Linked DNA regions of Dromaius novaehollandiae: region 2 is linked to region 1. A link is a contact called in public Hi-C data. All regions are on one chromosome and are shown on one strand. The core of a region is the stretch at or near the end of the contact, and the rest is flanking DNA. Distances in the headings are between cores, read along the strand shown. Region 1 holds the start of LOC112993726 (olfactory receptor 52K1-like). Region 2 holds the start of LOC112993743 (olfactory receptor 52B2-like).

What was found. A called contact is a pair of places that touch in the nucleus more often than the background predicts.
Region 2: a Hi-C map of ovary shows a contact between it and region 1, with 2.7 times the contacts expected there. The contact joins the promoter of LOC112993743 here to the promoter of LOC112993726 in region 1. A contact is called at or near these places in 2 of 4 Hi-C or Micro-C datasets (brain and ovary).

The regions. Positions count from the first base shown.
Region 1 is chr1:218,320,812-218,326,994 of bDroNov1.hap1, reverse strand. It overlaps LOC112993726 (olfactory receptor 52K1-like), which reads left to right and starts at 1,466. Exons shown (of 1, transcript XM_026117603.2): 1 at 1,466-2,461. The coding sequence starts at 1,466. The coding sequence ends at 2,461.
Region 2 is chr1:218,633,913-218,640,656 of bDroNov1.hap1, reverse strand. It overlaps LOC112993743 (olfactory receptor 52B2-like), which reads right to left and starts at 4,308. Exons shown (of 3, transcript XM_026117623.2): 1 at 4,226-4,308; 2 at 2,987-3,151; 3 at 1,124-2,583. The coding sequence starts at 2,549. The coding sequence ends at 1,596.

The sequences.
Region 1 (6,183 bases), core at 217-2,716:
GGGCTTCACTGTCTGCCCTCCCCCAGGCCTTCCCGGGCAACGTGCGTTTATCACCGGTAACTTCTTCAGAGCCACAGGACAGGTAGGACCGGCTGTGTCAGGACCCAGGCTTCAGCTTTGCAGCACAACAGATAACCCCTGCCGTAAACTAATCAGGATTCCCAAAGCATCCTTGCTCTGTCAGGGCCAAAAACATGCTGTGAATATTTTCTTTTGTTCTAGCGTAGCAGTGAGGTGTCCTGCGCTTGCTTCCTCACCCCGAACAAAACACATGCCTGATTCGTGACATCTGAAGGCATCTTAGGAGCACCAATAATGCTAAATCTTAAAACCGATACTAAACCATCTGTGGGGAGCTGGGGGTAGAGAAAAACTTGATGGGAGAGAAACCAGAGCATTTATCTTCAACCCTAGACCAGGGTAGTGGTGAAGAAGAGGAGGAAAATAGGATGGTCCCAGTAGGGTCAGCACCGGCCATGAGCACGAGTGGAAAAAGAGAGGGGTCCATGTCTAGGACTGTCAGAAGCTAACGTTGTCCGTGGATCAACACCCGTGCAGGAGGGAGAGCTGTTTGGGTCCTGTCCAGGGGGGCCAGTCCCTTTCAGTGCACCATCAAAATGCACAGGCACGGAGGACTGTAGCTTGCACACGTGTGCATGGATTTATGGACAACATAAATGCAGCTCGCTGTGTTCACGCGCATATCGAAACCTGCTCTTTGCCTCACAGGAATACTACCTGCTTTGTTTCTTACTGAGAAAGGTGCTCTGAGCATCACCCAGGTGGAGATAGCTGCTGGTTTAGTGCAAGGTTTAGTGCACACCTAGCTCAGGCTTTGCCTTGATTTATGACTTGAAGCAGCCACTTTATTCCTCCATTCTCTATTTCCCTCCTCCCAGTCCCTCCAGGTTAGTGAATAAAATTGCTGGCAGGCTAGAACTGTTTGAACAGGACTTAGCACAGTAACTCCTGGAAACCAGAGTGTGTAAGTGCTTCTTTAATACAAATAATCAGAACTTTGACTCATTTTCAAGGCTTCTGCAGCCTTTCAGATACCGAAGGAACTGAACAGAAAGTACAGGCAGTGGATTCCTTCGGATCTGGATATTACTGCTGCAAGGTTCATAGCCTCCACCGTATTGCTGTAAAGCTCTGAGCTGCAGGACCAGGTAAAGCAAGAGGGGAAAAGGGGGTGAGTTGTCTCAGGTCCCTGCTTCGGTGTCTCTACAAGTGCGTGTGTCCTTGTCACCTTTGCTCCCGAATACGGCAAGGATGTGCTTTGGTCCGAGATCTCTCAGGCTTTCTCCCTTTCTCATGGCTCTTAGTTTCAAAGTTTCCCTGGCTGCCCAGCATAACAAGAGTTTCATTGCAGAGAAGAGAGATCTGTATCTGCAGAGGGAGAAACTGTGCTTTCTTCTTTTGGCTGCAGGAAAGCTGAGACCTTGCAGCAGGTTGACACTCCAGGATGGCAGGCTGGAACCAGACGGATTTGGCCAGCATGTCCCAGACTGAATTCCTCCTGCTTGGATTCCCTGGGGTCCAAGAGTCCAGATTCCTCCTCTTCATCCCTTTTTTCTGCCTGTACCTACTGATTATCACTGCAAACTCCATCCTCATCTACACTGTGAGGGTGGAGGAAAGCCTCCATGCCCCCATGTACCTGCTGATCGCTCTGCTGCTTACTGTCAACCTCTGCAGCTCCAGCACGTTTGTGCCCAGGATGCTGCTGGGTTTCATCTTTGATCTCAGCCACATCTCCCTGGGGGGCTGCCTGGCACAGATGTTCTTCCTGTACTTCTTCATCATGCTGGATTGCAACATCCTCCTCCTCATGGCTTTGGACAGGTACGTGGCCATCTGCAGCCCACTGCGCTACGCGGACATAATGACCAGAAAATACCTGGCCAAGTTATCCCTGGCTGCAGTGGTGAGGAGCATCTCTTTTGTCAGCCCAGTGGTGATCCTGGCATCCAAGGTGCATTTTTGCCACTCTAATGTCATCGAGCACTTCGTCTGCGAGCACATGGCCTTGATGAGCCTGTCCTGCGGGGACATCGCCAGGAACAAGATTGTAGGACTAACCATGAGAGCCATCACCATCACCTTTGACTTGGGCTTCCTCCTGACATCCTACTGCAGGATAATCCGTGCGGCCCTGAAAATTGCTTCTGGGAACATCTGGCACAAAGCCTTCCACACGTGTGCCACCCACCTCATGGTCATCCTGACAACTTACCTCTCCAGCCTCTGCTCCTCGATAGCATACCGCATGGGGAAGTCCATCCCTGGGGACGTGCACAACCTGATCAGCGTGACATACCTGTTACTGCCGTGTGTTATCAATCCTATCATCTACGGTGTGAGGACCAAAGAGATCAGGGAGCACCTGCTAAAACTGCTGAAGAAAAGAGGGTTGGTTTCAATCCCCTTTAAGTGGGTAGCTACAAGCGAGCAGAGATAACATCTCCCCGTGCAGACACTCAACATCCCGCTCATCACCATGGTAATGGAGCTCTGAATACCCTCTTCTCAGAAAAAGGGTTCGATGACACACGACAAGAGTTAATTGCAAGGGCAAGTCCAAGAAAAAGCAAACCATTAAAAAAACTGTATGCAGCCCAACCGGCAATTTCCAGCTTCTCTGAGCCAGTCAAGCACTGTCAAGCCTCAGGATTTCCCCTCCTGCTGACTGAAATCAGCCTGATCTGAGATGCAGCACAGAGTTTGGGAACAGCTGGCTTTGGATGTCGTGTCCTGTAGCTTTTCTCTGTCCCAATACTTGGTAGTAGTTAACGGTTCATGTTGCAGCTACGATTCCCCGCCTCCTCGGAGCTGTCCCTGTTGGAGATCTTGCCAGTCAACCCAAGCATGTGAAAGATCAGCTTGACTGACCTCCCTTGCTTGTGGAGGCCCCTCTGGAGCAAGTGTTAATTGCAGGAGGAAATAGATCCTGCTGGTAGGTATCCTCCTGATCAGCAAGAGATCTCAGTATTTGGTTTGCAAACACCCCGACCCAGGACGCTCCATGCACGAGAGTGGGAAGATCCCAAGCACTGCATGGAGACTGCACCTGCGCGTCTCCCGGTTCCCGTCCCCCAGGAATTACCTCATTCTCTTTCGTCAGTGCCCACCAGACGAGAGGGGCTGCAGAAATAGTGTTACGATGGCAGTTCCTGCAAAAACCTCGCAGCACACAAAGAACAAAGTGTACAGTGCTAACACGGAGCTCTCCTCACTCACATAACGCATCTAAATTTGAACTGGTCGTAAATGCACAAGCATTGAGTGCAGTTCATAGCCAAAAGGACATACTTTTGCCAAGTGCAGCTGGCCAATGGGAAGCTTTTTTAGATGTTTCCTCCTGCCCTGGATCAGATGGGATTTTTCTAAGCATGGGCTACCCTTGCTTTTCAGAAGAGAGGCTAAAGACTGAAATATCCATGCATGCTCTAGTACATCTAAAGGTCAGTCCCAGTGCATCTCTACGTACCCACTGAACACCTGATGGGAGAAACCATTCATCTCTCCTCTCCCAAATCATCTCTAAAGGAAACTATTCAAAAGCAATCACCAGCAAATCACGTCTCCAGCAGCTGGGAAGAAGGGAAAAGGCCACAGGGATGAGGAGCACAGGCAGAAGTACTTGTGCCCTGGAGGGTGCACGGGGTGGTCAGAGGAACACAGAGGGGAATAAGGAGAGCTGGGTGGTTTAGTCCAGCAAAGTGGCATTTCTATTTAAGTATTAACAATCATAATTCTGAAAAGTTTCCTAATGTGCAAAAGCATCCGGCTGTTCTCGCAGTCTTGCTGAGTTTCCCAGCTAACGCATCATGTGGCGCTGAGTTGCAGTTTCTCAGCCAGGCCAATGCTTTGGGACCAAATTCGGCACTGTTATTCGTGCCCAGTACCCTACTCCAGACCTCTCAGCCTTGCAGAGAAAATGCCTCAGGCTGAAGAGCGGCAGTAGGATCTGTCACTGATGCACAGAGCTTTCTGCCCACCACTGCAAAAGCCTTTGAGTTCTCAGGATGTACTTTTTTCTTCCTTTTGAAACAGATGTTTTGATATTTTTAGTCTAACAAAATAAAAAAAAATCAATGCTACAAAAACTAGCCTAACACAATATAACACAAGGCTGAGAACATCCACATGGCTGTAGGACACCTGCCCAATATGGACAACCTATGAAACAAGCAAAAAAACCCTACAGAAACCTACAACGTCATGCAGTGCGTAAAACAGTGCCAACTTACTGTGACAGCAGCGAGCAATCCTTATAGCACAGGACACCATGCACAAAGGAGGAGCGTAGGTGGAAAATCATTCCCTGCACGGACCAAGACTTGTGTGATTTGGACGTACCGAGATCAGTCCCACGTGACTTTAATAGAGACAAAAATCTCAGGCATCTCAGCGCTGATCAAGGCGCTCTCCCTGCCCGCCATAGCAAGACAGGCAAGCAGAGCTTCTCAGACTCAGCCGGCCGCTCAGGGAACAGCTAATGGGCTGCAGCAGCCCCAGGATCCCCACGTTCAGCTCTGCCGTCAGGAGCATGTTCTCAGCAAAGAGCCCAGGCAGCACAGCGACAGCTATTCAGCCTGAACGGCCAGAAAGAGCGAGCTTCTCTCAAACGCAGCCGTTTCAATGCTTTTTCTCTGCAAAGCTACCCTGTTTCGGAATCACGGTCTCTCGGCAGACCACTTTTAACACCAAGACAAACATCCCCGGGTCTCTGCACGGCTGTGCTGCCCTGGGCAGCTGTACCAGGACGAGAGCAGAGCCCGACAAGGCTCCAACACCGCATTCATCCCGTGGGATTCCCTGGGCTCCGGGAATCTCAGGCTCTGCTCTTCCTCCTTTTCCTGCCTCCGTGTGCCCAGCAGTTATCCATGCAATCCGGGTGGGAAAAGCCTGTGCTCCCCCATGGACATGCCGGCCTCACCTCCCTCTGCCACGGGGCCCTGTGGGTCAATGCTGTTCTGCCCCAGATGTTATCCGGCTTCCTGCTCCCACGCCAGCACCACCTTCTCCCCCTGCCTGGGGCTCAGCTGGGAGCCCTCCATCCTGCCGGTGACGGCACCGGAGCAGCCTGCGCAGCAAAGCTGTCCACAGCTGCAGCACCCAACCGCTGGCAAGTCTCACCACGTGTCCCTCCCGCCTTCCCTTCTCCGTCGTGGCCCGGCAGGCTCATAGGACACGTGCAACTTGCTGCAGACCAGCTGCCCCTTCCTCCCACCCATCCTCATCATCTGTGGTGCAAGGGCCGAGGAGATCAGGCTGCGTGCGCATCCTGAGGTCCCTGCGGGGACAGCAAGTACCTCTCGCCTGAGGGTCCACGGGCTCCTTGAGAACATGCCTCTGCTCACCACGGCCGGGGGGGTACAGCAGCACCCCAGGGTGACCGGGAGGGATAACTGGTGCTGCAGGAACCTCTCCTCTGGAGACACCGGGAACGTTCACCTCCCACAGCTTTGCTGAGGGTCAGAAGTACTTGGTATCTTACCCCAGCTGGACAAGCCCAGAAGACAGAAGCACAGATAATCTGAGGTCTTGAAAAACAACAACAATTAAGGGAAGCGGAAAGGAGTGGGACTATGTAGCAGAGACCTCGAGGAAAGCAACGACCAGCCTGAGGGACAGAAAAATGCTGCTCGGATGAAGAGGGGAATAAACAATGCTTCCTGGCCAGAGGGAGGACAACCAGTCAGGGATTTAAACAAGAACCAAGAAGGTTTAGTTTAGACATCAGAAAAAGCTTTCTAGCAGTAAGACAGCCCCAGAGTACAGCACCTGGAGAACCTGCATCACTGGGGGATTTCAGACCAGGTCAGATTGACGTGCACCCGAAATGGCTTGGGGTGGGGAGAGACTGCTTGGCCTCTTCAGGTTCCTTCCAGGCCCATTTTCTGCAAGGGTCGGATTCAAAAAGGACAAGTGCTGTCTCTTTGCTCTGCTGTCTTTCCACTGCAGCTCCCCTCAAATAAAATAAAAACCAATAAACCAATAAAACCAGCAGCGCTCGGACCCCCTCCCAGAGCCCCCAGCAACGTGCTCTCCTTCCCTGACCCCAGACCTCTGCGCTCAGACCAGCGCTCTGACCTTGGGATGCGCTGGGATCTGGGGGAAATTTTTTAACGTCTCTTACAGATATTAAATCAACTCACATAGCTTTTATGTCTGTTA
Region 2 (6,744 bases), core at 3,059-5,558, 310 kb before region 1:
GAGCAGTCCTTTGTGCAAGGACAACATCTGGGTCCTCCATGTCCTTGGGTTCAGGGTTTGATTTGGGACAGGTAACAGGCATGTCCCACTGCAAAGTGGCCAGGCTGGCTCTGGTGAAGGAGCAATGATGTCAGTGTGAGGTCATCACGCGAGAGGAAATGTGTGCACACGGCATGATTTTGTGTCACAGCAGCAAAAGCCTCCAACTCTTTTAAAACTCTTAAATTCCAGTCACCTGGAGCTGCAGATTTCAGAGAGTTCCTGTAGTTACTGTTTCGACATCTTCTGAGACTGAAAAAGGGAAAGTATTTCATCATCTGCATATGATAAAGCTTTAGCATCTGGCTTTTTCCTCAACCAGAAGCATTTAGTGAACACTTGCACCTTGATTGACAGTTTCACTGTCCATACACTAATTTCTTTTTTCATGACTAATTTCTTTTTTTCAGTTATTTCTAAAAATCTCTCTTAAAGTCCCTCACTCTCTTGATCATGGATTTTTCTGTGTTTTATTTTAGGTCCTGGATGAAGTTCCAACACTTCCTACATTATTATTTATAATATCCTACCAACTACGTCTTTCTTCCAGTTTTTGTATCGTCTATAACTGATTCAGCTTCCTGTATAAATCAAAGCTTGTGTGTCTGTGTCTGTCTGTCATTTCCCACATAAGCCCTTAACTTGCTGCTTATTTTCTGCCAAGTGTGACAGAGCAGGATTAATCACAGAGATCCCAGAAGCCTGCCAGTTTCATGAAAACAGTCAGGTGTCCAGAAAAGGGAGATCCTGCCCTTACTTATCATCAGGAATGACCTGGGATGCAGAGCAATGGAAAAACAGCCCTCATGGCTCCTGCTGCTCATGGAATGACACCCCAACCCACGTGGCCGTGACAGTGGCTCCTGGGAAGACACATTTTAGTGTCACCAAGAATTTACTCTATTTATTATAATTTGGGGGGGGCGGCTGCTTTTTGTTCTTTTCTTCCTGAAAAAGGTCTCGTTTGGGGCCAGATCTCCAACCATTATAAATTAGAGAAAAGTCAATGGCATAAAGGGAGCAGTGCTGATAGTAGGAAGGGCTGGTAAAGTTGAAAGGATTGGTTATGTTTATCTAGTTTGCACAGAAGAGGTCAGAGAAAATTGATCAGTAATTCCTGCATTTAGTCCAAAACAAAGTGTTTTTCCCAGCTCATGTTTGGGAGAATATTCATGATATTTTCTGAAAACTTTGAGATACAAGATAAATAAATATACACCCAAAAGGGAGCTGAACATGGCAGAGTCCTGGCAGAAAATGTGTATTTCATATATGTACAGGTCCAACTCAAACCCTTTAATAAAGCTCTGATGGTAATGGGATATCATAAGTTTGCATCAGACAAAGTTCAGGCCCATGGCTCCCTACTAATTTCTCCTTTATCTCTTAGTGACATGATTTACTTTGAGGAAACATCCAGCGGGATATCTGGTCAGTAATGATATCAAGTGGAGTCTAAAAGGAGGAGAAAATCACATTGTTTCACATGCATACACCCTGCTTCTGTGATGCAGAAAACATCTACGTACTTTCCTCTCAAAGGAATAACATTCCTGTCAGTGCAATTGCCCAGTCCTAAAGAATACTCGGGACACTTTTTCTCGAATTAGTTTGTTTTTCACTGTGTAGACAATGGGGTTTAGCATGGGTGGTAGGAGCATATAGAGATTTGCCAAGAGGATATGAACATGGTGGGGGATCCTGTGGCCAAACCGATGAGTAAAAAACGAGAAAAATGCTGGTGTGTAGAACAAGCATATAACGCAGGCATGAGAGCTGCAGGTGCCAACTGCCTTGAGCTTGGCATCCTTGGACGAGAGCCTGAAGACAGCCCTGAGGATGAGGACGTACGACACCCCAATGAGCACGATGTCCACTCCTGGTGACAGAAGGGTGGTGGCAAAGCCATACCAGATGTTAATGGAGATGCCGGCACAGGCCAGCCGGGCAATGCCCATGTGCTCGCAGTAGGTGTGTGGCATGACACGGTGTCTGCAGTACGGCAGCCTCCGAAGGAGGAATATTGTTGGGAACATCACACAAAAGCTCCGGGCTATGGCAGCCAGCCCAATCTTTGCTATCACCGAGCGTGTGAACACTGCGGTGTACCGCAGCGGGTTGCAGATGGCAACGTACCGGTCGAACGCCATGGCCAGCAGGATGGTCGACTCTGCAATGAAGCTTACGTGTGCAAAGAACATCTGGGTAAGGCAGGCATGGAAAGACATCTCCTTGGAAAGGGACCAGAATATGCTCAGGGCTTTGGGCACTGTGGAGGAGGATAGTACGAGATCTGCCACAGCCAGCATGGCCAGGAAAAGGTACATTGGCTCATGGAGGCTTCGCTCCTTCACAATGACAAATAAAAGGATGAAGTTGCCAAAGACAGCAGAGAGATACATTAGGCAGAATGGGACGGAAAGCCAGATGTGCAGGTCCTGCAGGCCTGGGATGCCGATCAGAAGGAAGGAGGGAGGCTGCAAGCTGGAGTGATTGACAGCCGTCATCATGGGATGAGATCTGAATTAGTTTGGGCTGTCTTCCCTGTAAGCAAAAAATAGAGAGGAGGTCACAGTTCACAAATCACAAAAATAGACCTGGGATTGCTGAGAGCACTTTCTGTGGATTCTGAAGTGATTTAGAAAAATCGCTCCCCCCACCCGAGCGTGATTGAGATGTTGGCTCCAAACCAAGTGATAAGTGAAGCGATAAGTATTTTATAAAATCAGAAAGAAAATCCAGAGAAGGGATTTACCAAAGATCACAAGTCGGTACAAGAGCCTGAGCAAGGAATGCAGCCCCTCTAGCTCTAACTGCAGCTACCAATTGCACTTTTGTTTTGTAGCTCCCAAAAGCATAGGAGGCAGGCGATGAGTTGGGACTTATGGACTCTGATTTTATACAACATGCTAATTTTATACAACATGCTAATTTTTTCAGTACCTACCTCGCTACTCTCCTTACTCTCTGCTCACTCGTTCATTCCCATCACATTTTGCAAGGCAGCAGATTATGATCTCTGCAAGGCAGAGACTGCTCACGCAGCATCCTGAGCAACAAAGCTGTTTACTGATGGCAGCAGGACATCAGTACGAAAGCATAATCCAGGAGTCTGTGCAAAACAAAACAGAGTGGAAGATCAGCACCCACAGAGCAGGAGATCTCAAGGAATGACTGTATGCTGGGGAGACAGAACAGCTGCTAAATTTTAAGGCAAATTCAGAAGCAAAGGTCTAAGGCAGAGTAAGGCTGTTGGGAGAGAGGTAAGCTCCACAATTCCAGCACAGAGTTTACGCAAGGGGACTCAGGATCCTCACCATTTTCCCATGTCAGAGATCAAATATTGCGGCCCTGCATAAATGTCTGGGTGGCTGCTGGCACTGCAGCTGGGTGAGACACAGCTCCCCAAACCTGGGCAGTGCTGCCTGGTGCAACATGTGCAGTGAGCAAGCCTGACTCCTCATGCCCCGGTGGTGCAGGGGGTTTGCACGTGTCAAGTCCTCTGTATGCACACAAGTGGCCGGAGAAAGGGGCTGTTACACCTTTTCTACCTCCTGCTACCCTGGGACTCTCCTCTCTGCTTCCATCTCCTGTGTGAGCTGCTCACCCCGACCCAGAAGGTGATTTGCAGTATTTCCAGTAAAGCGACAAAGCTACCAGTGAGGGCAACAACAAGCAAACTGTGAAGGGGAACCATGAACTCCCCTCAGACAGCAGGAAATCAGGGCCATATCCCAGGCTGTCCTGGTTGGCAATCGCCTGTCTGGCGACCTTAGCCCAAGCCCTAACCGATATTCTTCTGCTTCTCTGAACGCACAGTCCAGTTCCCTTACCGGGCAGTACACAAGAGGAGGCTGGAGAACACCAGCCAGGCTTTCAGCTTTCTGGAACCAGGCTGTGATCTCCTGCGTGCCAAGCTGATTCAGGTGGAGCCTGGGGAGCAACACTGCAGGTAGCCCCTGCACGTGAATCACCTTTCTGGTCCGAACAACCACGGACCCAAAGTAGCCGCACCTACATGACAAACCCTGCTTGGACACAAGTGTTTCTCCACCTCAGAGCCTAAAGCTGCAGCGTGGAGTGGGCCAGGGGACTTTCTCCTGGCTGCAGAATTTTACCTTCTTGCTCAAACCAGGCACCTCAGACATATAGACCTGCTAAATAACAGCTACTGCAAGCAACTCACCAGCTCCTGTGACAGCCAGCAATGAGGGAGGTCTCAAACCAGGCAGGGAGGTGGCAATATTTATACAGTCCCTGAGAGTCCCAAGGGGGGGGGGGGGTCACATGCAACTGGGAGCTGCAGAGCTCTGGTTGGTGCTGAGTGGACAGAAGTGGTGAAAAGCATACAAAATTAAAGTGTATTTTACTGGAACTCCTTTAACAAGAGCTGCCAGGTGACAGATTACCTTCCACGGCTTTCTCAGGTTGCGGCATGGGGGAGAGTGCACAAAGTCATCAGAGCACTGTATCATCACCTTCTTCGTGGAGGGATGAAGATGGGATGGGACAGCTTCAGACACATGGATGAGTGATGCTGATCTCTTCCAGCTAATGCTACAGCAATGATAAAGGATCTGCTGTGATCATTATCTCTAGCCTTCCTCTGCCTCCCGTGTGGGCATGCAAATGCTGCTGCTTCTAGCATCACTGTGATTAATACAGTAACTGTGTCTGCTCTCTGCACCTTGCTTTCACTGCCATTCTCGGTCTCAGTGTTCCGCATTGGCTTGTACTCTATGAGGACTCTCTTTGGAGACATAAAAAGAAAATCCAATATTAATAAAGAGTAGGAATGGGGAACAGGTGGGTGAGCAGAGGAAGGATGTGGGGGAATGGAAGCTAATAAAAGTATAAGGAAAGTCAAACTTGGGTGCCTTAAATTAAGCACTAAATCTAGATTTAGTTGCTGAAATAAAAGCACACAGATTGCCTTTAGCCAGATATTTTTTTCTACCTTTCCTGTGCAAGCAGAAAGGAGTGCAAGCAGAGCAGCAGCTCATTTATGCCTGCATCCATGTGGACCAGCACAAGGCTTCAGGGCTTATGTCCGGACATGCCTCGGGAAATGTGAGTCAAGCTGGTTGAACGCAAGCTGGTCAGACAGGTACCAGAGTCGCTCATCCAGCTATTTACTCAGAAAACACCCCCTTTAAAATTTGCTTGTCCTTAATGGCTAGTCAACACAGACTACTCGCACTCACTGTGACAGCTCTTTCCTTTATGTCCTTGGATCACAGTTTTCTTGCTGTATTACCTGTGGTTCAGGACACCTCTGCTACTGCAGTGTCTCTGTCGGGTGAGAGGCCCTTTGCGCTCCGGGTGGCTGGTTCCAGCCCTAGTCCTGGAGGTTAATGAACCCACGAGCAATTGCTACTCTCGTGTGTTCATGCACAGATGAATCCCACACAAAAAGATCCCTACTGCATCATGCTGCAGTTGGGTTACATTGCGGCTTTGCACCAAATCGCTTCCTAGTGCCTGAAAATCAATCTCACCTTGGTAAAACTGTCCTTTTCCACGGCCCACTCCTCACTCGGGTATCCCTCCCTGCAGGCGAGTCAGTGGTACACAGGTCTCGCGGGCTGCCAGGGTGAGGGGCTGATTTCATCTCCTTTCTCTCTCCCTTGCTGCCCTCAGGGGCCCAGTCCAGAGCAGACCCAGCCATGGCAGAGTTGTCTGCATTGCCCAGCAGCTTCCAGGGGCTCTTCTTTCCTGTCCTGCACTGGTGGCAACCCGCAGCTCGGGCCTGAGAAGTGGGTGCAGGTTTGGAGTTCCTCAGCTTTTGTGTTTTCAATCTCAAAGTCTCAAAACCAAGGCACAGCTGCTGTTTGAAAGCAGCAGCCGTAGTCACAGGTGTGTGTGCAGGTCTCTGTGCACAGGCGTCCTTTAACTGACGATGAAATGTCTTCTGTAAGCCACGCAGGAGAGGACCCTCCTTATTTCTAGCCTTTCTCATTGCTCCAGAAAAAACAGGAAAGTGGGAAAAGAAATAAGAGGAGAATCAACCTTTCAGTGAAAGTCCTGACATGGGACACAGAAACTATGGGGCAGACCGCGATAGGGCAAGCTGTGAGGCAGCATCGACTTGCCGTGTCCTTCCCCACGAGTAGAAACGGAGGCGATAACCCCACCACCCCCTGCTTATGCGACGAGCTGTGCGCGACAGGCAGTTCTGCTCCCCACCACGAGCTGATGGGAACAGGGCTTTGATGCTGTAGAAAGAGCCACCCAGTCTACAGGCTGCAGGGTCAGTGGTTCCCACTGGGAACCTGCTGGGCTGCACCCAGCAGAGGGAGGCAACGAGCCGCACACGGCCCCACCGCGGAGACCACGGGGCGATTCATCACGAATCGCCAGACTTTGCCCTGCGGAAATGGGAGTGTGAGCTGGCACCAGGCTCCATGGGCAGCGCTGGTGGCAGACGTGAGGTCAGCCAGGGAGCTGCGGGTTCCCAGCCGTGCTGGGAGGTGGGTCCTGGCTTCGCGCATCCCCCACGCTGCAAGAAACGCTGTTAACAAGACCACGGCTGGCTCGCAGCCAAGGAAACTCGCTCCAGGGCAGCAGACGTGAGAACGGCTGCAAGGAGCTAGACCAAGGTCTGTGTGACCCTACAGCCACCACTAACAGACGCCTAGGGAAGACGTTAAGAGCAAGGCAAGCAAGCAGAGGTGCTCCTCCTCTGTGCTCATGCTGGGAGCAAGA